2 separate regions of the Mus musculus genome follow, and region 2 is linked to region 1. A link is a contact called in public Hi-C data. All regions are on one chromosome and are shown on one strand. The core of a region is the stretch at or near the end of the contact, and the rest is flanking DNA. Distances in the headings are between cores, read along the strand shown. Region 1 overlaps Lamc2 (laminin, gamma 2). Region 2 holds the start of Lamc1 (laminin, gamma 1).

What was found. Hi-C and Micro-C count contacts between places; a contact is called where the count stands out from the background.
Region 2: a Hi-C map of double positive thymocytes shows a contact between it and region 1, with 2.9 times the contacts expected there. The contact joins the promoter of Lamc1 here to the enhancer-like site in region 1. A contact is called at or near these places in 9 of 39 promoter capture datasets (the C10 cell line, the HPC-7 cell line, HPC-7-derived erythroid cells and 5 more), 9 of 484 Hi-C or Micro-C datasets (CD8 T cells, the HL-1 cell line, the N1E-115 cell line and 5 more), 15 of 115 datasets of contacts at active chromatin or transcription factors (the 230-238 cell line, the NIH/3T3 cell line, acute myeloid leukemia and 10 more) and 3 of 9 other capture datasets (adipose tissue, embryonic stem cells and liver).

Annotation. Positions count from the first base shown.
Region 1 is chr1:153,138,485-153,143,229 of GRCm38.p6, reverse strand. It overlaps Lamc2 (laminin, gamma 2), which reads left to right. Exons shown (of 24, transcript NM_008485.3): 12 at 1,459-1,704; 13 at 3,359-3,504. Among named protein-coding and RNA genes, the nearest start is that of Lamc2, 46 kb to the left of the region's middle. Within about 2 kb of position 2,154, at least 69 of the 459 cell types and tissues checked have an H3K27ac peak or open chromatin away from gene starts, as enhancers often do. A contact at or near this core is called in CD8 T cells, the HPC-7 cell line, the N1E-115 cell line and 4 more, where this site is marked.
Region 2 is chr1:153,330,605-153,335,349 of GRCm38.p6, reverse strand. It overlaps Lamc1 (laminin, gamma 1), which reads left to right and starts at 2,564. Exons shown (of 28, transcript NM_010683.2): 1 at 2,564-3,222. The coding sequence starts at 2,811.

The sequences.
Region 1 (4,745 bases), core at 905-3,404:
CTAGGAACCAAAGTTAGGTCCTCTATGAGAGCCGAAAGTGCTGTTAACCACTGAGCCACTCTCCAGCCCTGACTTTGAGCTCTTGATCTCTTGCCTCTACCTCCCAAATGCTGGGAGTATAGGTGCTTGCCACTGTATCTGCTTTTGGGCAATCCTGGGAGATCAAACCCAGAGTTTTGTGCATGCTGGGCCAGTAATCTACCCTCAGAGAACATTCCTAGATCTAGTTATGTTCAAGTAACCTAGGGTAAGAAGGAAAACAGGACCATCTAGTGATTGCCATATGCAGGGATCCATCCCATAATCAGCTTCCAAACACTGACACCATTGTACACACTAGCAAAATTTTGCTGAAAGGACCCAGATATAGCTCTCTCTTGTGAGACTATGCCGGCTATTGGATGGGTCACACGGCCTCCAATGCAGGAGCTAGATATATTACCCAAGGAGCTAAAGGGAACTGCAACCCTATAGGTGGAACAACATTATGAACTAACCAGTACCCCGGAGCTCTTGTCTCTAGCTGCATATGCATCAAAAGATGGCCTAGTCGGCCATCACTGCAAAGAGAGGCCCATTGGACTTGCCAACTTTAGATGCCCCAGTACAGGGGAATGCCAGGGCCAAAAAGGGGGAGTGGGTGGGTAGGGGATTGGGGGGGGTGGATATGGGGGACCTTTGGGATAGCATTGAAAATGTAAATGAGGAAAATACCTAATAAAAAAAATTAAAAAAAAAAGAAGGAAAACAGTTATGTCTTCAATCTAAAAAAACTAAGCACTCTGCAGCAGCCTTGGTGTCATTGAAATGCCACTACCTCTGTATTTCTGCCGGCTTCTACCCACAAGCTAATTAAGCCTCTTTGTGGCACTTAATGAAGTCAACCTGTGGTGACCATGACCATAAAGTGGCAGTCTCTACCCCTGCCATGTTCATCTGTTCCTTAGGGTACTGTCCCAGGAGCCTGGGATTGATGCAAGTTTTAGTTAGGGTTTCATTGCTGTGAAGAGACACCATGACCACAGCAACTCTTATAAAGGAAAACATTTAATTGGAGCTGGCTTACAGTTTCAGAGGTTTAGTCCATTATCATCAAGACAGAAAGCACGGCAGCATCCAGGCAGACATGGTGCTGGAGAGGTAGCTGAGAGTCCTACATCTGGATCTGTAGGCTGCAGGAAGAGACAGTGACACATTGAGCTTGGTTTGAGCATCTGAAACCTCAAAGCCCACCCACAGTGACACACTTCCTCCAACAAAGCCACACCCACTCCAACAAGGCCACACCTCCTAATATCACCACTCCCCATGAGCCTATGGGTTATTTTCATTCAAACTTCCACTGTGCATCTATCTGCCTGCTTCTTCTACCAAGTGCCTTAGGCCTCTTTCTGGTCCTGCTGCCCGTGGGGAACGATCTGGTGTGGGCTGACCCCATGTTCCTTTCTTCCTTCCCAGGTGCCCGCTGTGAGCTCTGTGCTGATGGCTTCTTTGGGGATCCCTTTGGGGAACGTGGCCCAGTGAGGCCTTGTCAACGCTGCCAATGCAACAACAACGTGGACCCCAATGCCTCTGGGAACTGTGACCAGTTGACAGGCAGATGCTTGAAATGTATCTACAACACGGCCGGTGTCTACTGTGACCAGTGCAAAGCAGGTTACTTTGGAGACCCATTGGCTCCCAACCCAGCAGACAAGTGTCGAGGTAGTACTATACCCTTAGACAAATTATGCACCCCTATCTTTTCATCTCTGTATATGTATGTGTGTGCATGCGTGTGTGTGTGTGTACACATGCACATATGTAAGGACATATGAGCTTGCTTTAATCTATACATGGAAGCAAAGGCAAGGACGGCTAATATCACGAGGCAACTAGTTCCATGACCAGACCGGCTCCTGAACAATCTGCACTATTCATTCGCATGTCACATAAGACCAGCCTCCCCTGCACCAGCTTCTGAAAGCAGCATTAGAAACTCTCAAATGGTTAAACCTGGGTGGGAAAAGTAAAAAAAAAAAAAAAAAAAAAAAAAGTCAGGTTTACATTCCTGAGTGAAAGAGCAGATAAGTGGGGGCACATCCTGCCCAACCCCAAGGCAGGTAGGCAGAAAGGAAGCTGCCAGACCTGTCACCAGAGAGCAATAAATGACTCACCACTGAGCCGGAACAAACCCAGGAGGGGAGGAGTCTGGTTGTAAAGCCGTTGAAGAGACCCTCTCAGGATGTCAGTGTGATTACGAAGGTAACCACAGAAGGTTCTCCCGAGGAGATTCGGCTTCAAAGAGGCTTTCGTAGGGGGGCTGCTAAGGGCTCAGATCAGAGCCCAAGTGTGCAGGTGTGTCCCCTCAGCTCAGCCTGAGAGTGCAGGGCTACCGTCAGCCCCTAAACAGGGACACACTGAGGCCCCAGATGACTCTGGTGTGTGGCTGCTATCAGGTCCTGACACCAGAATGTCTACCTAGAGATGCTTCGAGGTCCCCTGTGACCAGGTGGGGTGGTTCATGCCTGCAATCCCAGCACTCCTGAGGCTAAGGCAGGATAATCCTGAGTTAGAGGCTAGCCTGAGCAACTGAGCGAAACCTTTTTTTTTTTATTAAAGTAAACAAACACATAGTACATAAATGAAAACTCTTTCGTTGTTTAGATTTCATTAAAATTAGACAAGGTCCTTTACTCTGCTATGAGCAGCTGCCGTTGCCTGCAGTTGGCGCCTCAGGACTAAAGTAGCGGTGCTGACTAAGTCTTAGCTCCTGCGGAGTTCATACACTAAAAAGGAGAGGCGTGGGAACTATGTGCAGGTAACGGCAGAGTACTCAGCTCCGAGAGCAGCGTGGCATCTCTCCCACTGGTACATCCTTGTCTCCGGAACAGAACCTGGCACACAGGAGGGCCACTGCCTCCTCTCCTTACCTTCCCTGCAGTGGGAAGAAAGGAACCCTGGCTCTTCTGAGTTCTCATGGCAGCTTCCTTTCATTTGGTCTAGGATCTGAGCAAACCCTCTGAGCTTACATTCCTCAGCTAGAAAACAGAAGACGCTGTTTACAGCTGGCTTAAAATAGGCCGAAAAAAAAAATGCACCTTATAAGCAAAATCAGGGTGCCAGCAAAGTACCCAGTAGGCTTTTGGCATGATGAGAGGAGAAAGATGATAAGTTTCCTGGCACCTCTGCATTCGAGCGCACACACATGGATCACGCTTGTGAGGTTCCCTGAGCTGGCTTCAATAAGAATGTGCTCAAGGCTACAGCCAAGGGATGATGGATCTGACACAGCCTCAGGGTTCTCTTCCCTAGCTGTACCTCCCATTCTGGGTCAAGTTGGGTGGGAATACACCATTTATCTGCCTCTTATCTCTAGCTTGCAACTGCAGCCCCATGGGCTCGGAGCCTGGAGAGTGTCGAGGTGATGGCAGCTGTGTTTGCAAGCCAGGCTTTGGCGGCCTCAACTGTGATCACGCAGCCCTAACCAGTTGTCCTGCTTGCTACAATCAAGTGAAGATTCAGGTATGCCACCTTCTCCAGCCCCCAGCCGCAGGCAATCAGACTCTGAGTGGTTCCGTGCCCTGGTTCTGTCACAGGTCTGGAACCTCCATATATCCTGGGGATATGCCTGGGGATGGGTATTGACATAGATTTAGATATGGAGATATAGATAGATAAATATATGTGTGTATGTGTGTGTATGTATATATATGTGTGTGTGTCTCTGTGTGTATATATATGTATATATATATATATATATGTGTGTATATATATATATATGTATATATGTGTGTATATATATATATATATGGAGAGAGAGAGAGAGAGAGAGAGAGAGAGAGAGAGAGAGATGATAGTTCAGTGGATAGAAGCAATCCTGAAAACCCTGAGTTCAATTCCCAGACCCCATGTAAAGGCGGTAGGAGTGAACCACCCCCCTGATGTCCTCTGACATCCACGAGTATACCCTGCCACATGTATACATGCACACACATATGCGCATCTACACACGTACATGCATGTGCACCCACACACGCACATACACAATAAAAACTTTAACGTATACTAAAATAGTGTGTATAATAATTTTGTGATAAGTTTACCTTCTCCTCTACACCATTTTTAGCATCCTCTGGAAGATCCAGTCTCACTTAGACTCGTGACAGCTTAGTGAATCTGGGGGTGAGGGGGAGCATTCCAGATTCAATTTTTAAGGGTTAATGTCTGAAAGTACTTGTGATCTTTCTAAGTGTCCTGGCCCATGGAACTGGGAATGTAGCTCATGACCCCCAGAGTCTGAATCCAGTCCTCTTTCATTTGTCCTGGTTAGTTTTGTTTTTGTTTTTGTTTTTGTTGTCAACTTGACACAAACTAGAGTCATTCGGAATGCAGACCCTCACCTGAGAAAATGCCTTCACCGGACTGAACTGTAGGCAAATCTGTAGGACATTTTCTTAATTAATGACCAGTGTGGGAGGGCTCAGCCCACTGTGGGTAAACCCCTGAGCAGGCAGTCCTGAGCTGTGTAGACAGCAGACTGTGCAAGCAGGCTGGCACAGAGAGCAAGCTGGTAACCGTGTTCTTCCATGCCATCTGCTTCAGTTCCAGCCTGGAGTGCCTGCTCTTATGTCCCTTATTATTATGGGCTGTAAGTGGTTAGTTGAAATAAATGCTTTTCTCTCCGAGTTGCTTTTGGTCATGGTGTTCACCACAGCAACGGAGAACAAATTAAGACAGGGCTACCATGCACTGCTTCCCAGCTG
Region 2 (4,745 bases), core at 1,315-3,814, 190 kb before region 1:
GGTGTGCCTGAATCAACACTCAGAAAATGATGACTAGCATGGTGAATCATGCCTACGGGTCTCAGCACTGGGGATGCTGAGGCAGGAGGACTGGTGTGGGATCCAGGCCAGCCTGGACTACTGAGTGAAACTGTTTCATCTCCTCTCTCTCCACTCCTCATCCATACTATGAAACAAATCTTCATCATCAAGCGTATTGGCTGGATACAATTTATTGCTTTAAAAAAACCCAATACTTTCTTGTTATTTTAACATATTCCAGGGAGCAATAGGATTTAGTGGTTGATTCAAGGTTCCTTCATGTGCTTTACAAATGGCACGTGAAGGTCTTGTGATGAAATTACAGAGGAAAGTACCATAAATAGCAGCTTGGAGTTAACTTTGGACCTCAGAAACCAAAAGAAAACAATGTAAAGGACACACACTAGTTTGTTTAGCATGTTTGCACTGAGACATCATTCCCTCCAGGGTTATGTGACTAGAGTGATTTTGTTTCAGCCACCTAAAAAAACTGGTTCTCAGCCTTCCTAACACTGTGACCCTTTAACATAGTTCTTCACACTGTGGAGACCCCCAACAATGAAATCATCTTCAATGCTATTTCATAACTGTAATTTTCTAGTTATGGGCAGTATGTAAATATCTCTGTTTTCCAATGGTCTTTACATAATGCCTGTGAAAGGGTCATTAGACCCCTGCTAAGGGTCATGACTGGCAGGTTGAGAACCATTGATTTAAAATATTATAGCTCCCATGTTTCTTTCTCCAAAGGGTTACAAGGAGTAAAGAGTTAGAGACCCTTAGCATACCTAATCTCCATCATCTCATCCAATAAGTCAGGTGGATGCATTCCCGAGTAATTCCAGTATTAAAAGCTCTCTGAACAGTATCCTTTACCCATCATAAATAGTCCATTATGCTTGGGCCCTCTTAATTAGGGCTTGTGGCTCTAACACTGACCCTAACGATCATTACCTAGTTATTGTTATATTTCATCATTTCATATGCCCACTACCCCATCTTAAAACTCACATTTATTTATTTATGTGTCATATCATCACACACACACACACACACACACACACACACACACACACACACACACACACACACACGCACACGCGCGCGCGCCCACAAGTCTCATGGTGCAGGTGTGGAAATCAGAATGTGGTTCCTGGAGATTGAACTCAGGTCACCAAGCTTGGTGGCAGGTGCTTTTACCCACTGGGCCATCTTGTAGCTATCAGTATCATTATCTTAAAAAGACTACTGATCCGGAGCTTACACTTTGCTGGTCTGCTTTGCATCTTGGGTTGGGATTAGCACAGTGTGCTGCCAAGCCCGGCTCTCAGCTGGTTCATTTTTACAGCACCCTCCCTTCCCCTGTCTGCTGGTCCTATCAGCACTGCAGGTAGTTCTGATCTGAGACTAAAACGCATGATCTTTTGGCTCGGGCTCTGGGAACTGAGTCATTCTGGCACTGACAATATTCTGTGACTCAGCAGGTCCGAAGAGGAGGATGTCAGAATCCAGATAATTTCGAGTCTTTTAAAGGCAAGCTAGGACACACAAACAACAGAGTGGAAGAATTTCAAAGCAGGTCTGCGTATCCAGGGGAAAATGTCATTCCATTCCCAGCCTTCTCACTTCCTTCCTTGCCCGGTTAAATGACAGTCACATTTTAATTTAGAGCAAGGAAATCACAAAATTGACTCTGAAGCTGAGATCGAGCCCTGTGTTCCACAGGGATCCAGTCCCTTGGACACCTCGGGATCTCTCCCCTCAGCGTGGGCAGGGCTTGCCCCGGGATACAGGAGGCAATGCCCGGGACGGCTGGGGAGGGCGAGGTCACGCAGGCCACCGCACCGTTGCGCTGTGTTCAGGCTCCAGAGTCAGGTAGTGGCTGAGCTATACCGTAAGGACTGACATCTGGTTGGGCCAGGGTCCAAGTCCTCATGAAGTCAAAAACACAGATTCCGGGCCACCTCACCCACCTGCGTCTCCCTTTAAGAACCTCCTCTTAGCCTCATACCCTCCAGGGCAAGATCCTCTAAGGTACAAGACCTGGATGAGGGTTCCCAACCCACCGAAGCCCCTACCCTCCCAGCATGCACTGCCCAGCACCCCACACCCCACGCCCCGCCCTCCTTCCCTCACTCACGCTCCCTCTCCGCCCACCTTGGGCCCCTCCCTCTTACCCCCTCGCCCAGCCCACCTCTAGTCACGCCCATCCAGAAGTCCTCCCACTTGACCCCTTGCCTCTTCCATCTCGCGCCCCCCTCCCTTTTGCTGCCGGTCCCGCCCTCCTCGCACCCCACCCTCCTACTCCACCGCCCCGCCCACCTCGCGCCCGGTCCTCTGGCTCCCGCCCCTCCCATCTCGCTTCTCTGGCCCACCGCCCTCCAGGCCGCCCCCGCCGCCGCCGGGAGTCGCTGGGGAGGACGCGTAGGGCGGGGAGCAGCTCCTGGCCCGCGTGAGCTGCCGAGGAGGCCGGCCTTGGGTTTTCTCCACCGCCAGATCCCACCCCGCCGGGCAGACCCCACCCCCTTCTCCTTCCTCCTGGGGCGCGCTCTCGAGTGCGCGCTCGGAAGTCGGGGGTCGGCGCACAGTGCAGGCTGCGCACCGGGAGGTAGCGGAGGCAGCGCGATCTTGGCTCGGACGCCCACCCATCGGCTCTGCGTCCGGCTCTCGGCCTCCAGCCCGGTCCACAGCCCGGCCTCGGCCCGCAGCGGAGGATCGGCCTCGGGATACGCCGCTAGGCGAGTGCAGCGCGGCACCCCAGCCTTTGCCGAGGGCCCGCGCGCAGCGGGATGACGGGCGGCGGGCGGGCCGCGCTGGCCCTGCAGCCCCGGGGGCGGCTGTGGCCGCTGTTGGCTGTGCTGGCGGCTGTGGCGGGCTGTGTCCGGGCGGCCATGGACGAGTGCGCGGATGAGGGCGGGCGGCCGCAGCGCTGCATGCCGGAGTTTGTTAATGCCGCCTTCAATGTGACCGTGGTGGCTACCAACACGTGTGGGACTCCGCCCGAGGAGTACTGCGTGCAGACTGGGGTGACCGGAGTCACTAAGTCCTGTCACCTGTGCGACGCCGGCCAGCAGCACCTGCAACACGGGGCAGCCTTCCTGACCGACTACAACAACCAGGCCGACACCACCTGGTGGCAAAGCCAGACTATGCTGGCCGGGGTGCAGTACCCCAACTCCATCAACCTCACGCTGCACCTGGGTAAGCGATGACAGCCCCGTCCCCACTACTCGCTCACGGTCCAGCTCCGGGGCCGCATCCATGGAGCCGCTGGTCCGGCCTGAGGGGCCTGTCCAGCCGCGTGCTGACGGTCTGTTCTCCAGCGTGGGCCACACACAGAAATTCCTTTCTCCAACTTCTAAAATTCATCTCGCTTTGAACATCCGGTGAGGGCCACCATGTCCCACGCTAGCATCTCTCTCTTTTTTTCTTACTCTTTCTAGTCCAACCGGATTCTCGTTCCGTTGATTCTTTTCTATTTCAGCAGTTAGGATTTTGGACCAACACCCCCCCACCCCCTTTTGCACCCTGAGGCGCTAATGAAACACTCATCCTGGCAGGACAGGACTATCACATAGCATGCTTACATTAGAGTCTTGAAGGTCCACTTTCAAACACTTGTCTTTAAAATGTTTGTCTGTCTCCAGGGTTGAGAATGATTGCTCTTAGTTTTGATAGGGGAATTTGAGGGGAGCAAATGCCTTTGCCGCCGGTATTTCTATGTGTAATTAAAGTGGAAGTTCACTTTTAAAGTTACTGTTCTTCAGAGCTGTTCAGCCTTAATTAGGAGCTGTTTCACTGCTAATCCTAGTTGGGAGAAAACAGAAAGGTAATGAAGACACTCTCTGTAATTGAGGGCAGTTTTGTTCCGGTGTAAAAAGCTCCAAGGCTCTCCTGGATAGTCTTCCCTTTTGCTTTGATCCGAAGCAAGTGTGGAGACAAGCATGCTTTAGAATCCAGGAGAGGGCTGAAGTAGGAGACTTCATGGCAGAGCCGTGGATGAGCAAGGCTGTGATTATCTGAACGGATCAAAGTTCCTGCTTCACCTGGAGATGTTTTCTTTACTTTTGAGACAGACAAGAGAGCAGAAAAATTTTCATTGCTGTGTTCAGTTGTGCAACATTAAGTGTGAAAAACTGATTGTTGCCCTGGGATATTTGAGAGGGATATTTTGTAGGCAGATAGTCCCCTGATCGTGGTTTCAGGGTTTTCTTTCCACTGCTCTTCATTATATTATATTATATTATATTATATTATATTATATTATATTATATTATATTATCAGGGAATTTTCTTCAGAGAAAGACTATGACTTAGAGAAAGTGCCTTGAAAGTGTAAATGACTGTGTGTGGAGGAAGTTTTAGGAGAGCAGTGTTACTGCCTCTGTAGTAGATGCTGCCTTTTTCTTTGTAGACGAGTCACCAGGCAGATGGAACTTTTTGAAAACAAGCTCATAAATGAAAATGTGAGGCATCCGATTTTCAGTAATTAAGAGTGAGTTCGGTTTTGAAAAGGACTGGAACGACATAGAAGTGTAAAAGTGATGCTTTGGAGAGATGCCTTTCTCCAGACGGCACTCCGCTTCCCAAGATCTCTGGGAGTCCTTTGAAGTAGCTTCAGAGTTTTTAAGTTCTATAACTTATGTCCAGTTATTTTTAACTTTTTTTTTATGTTTTACTTTTTTTTTGTACTCAATTCTGAATCCCCTTGAAGTCTTGCTTAA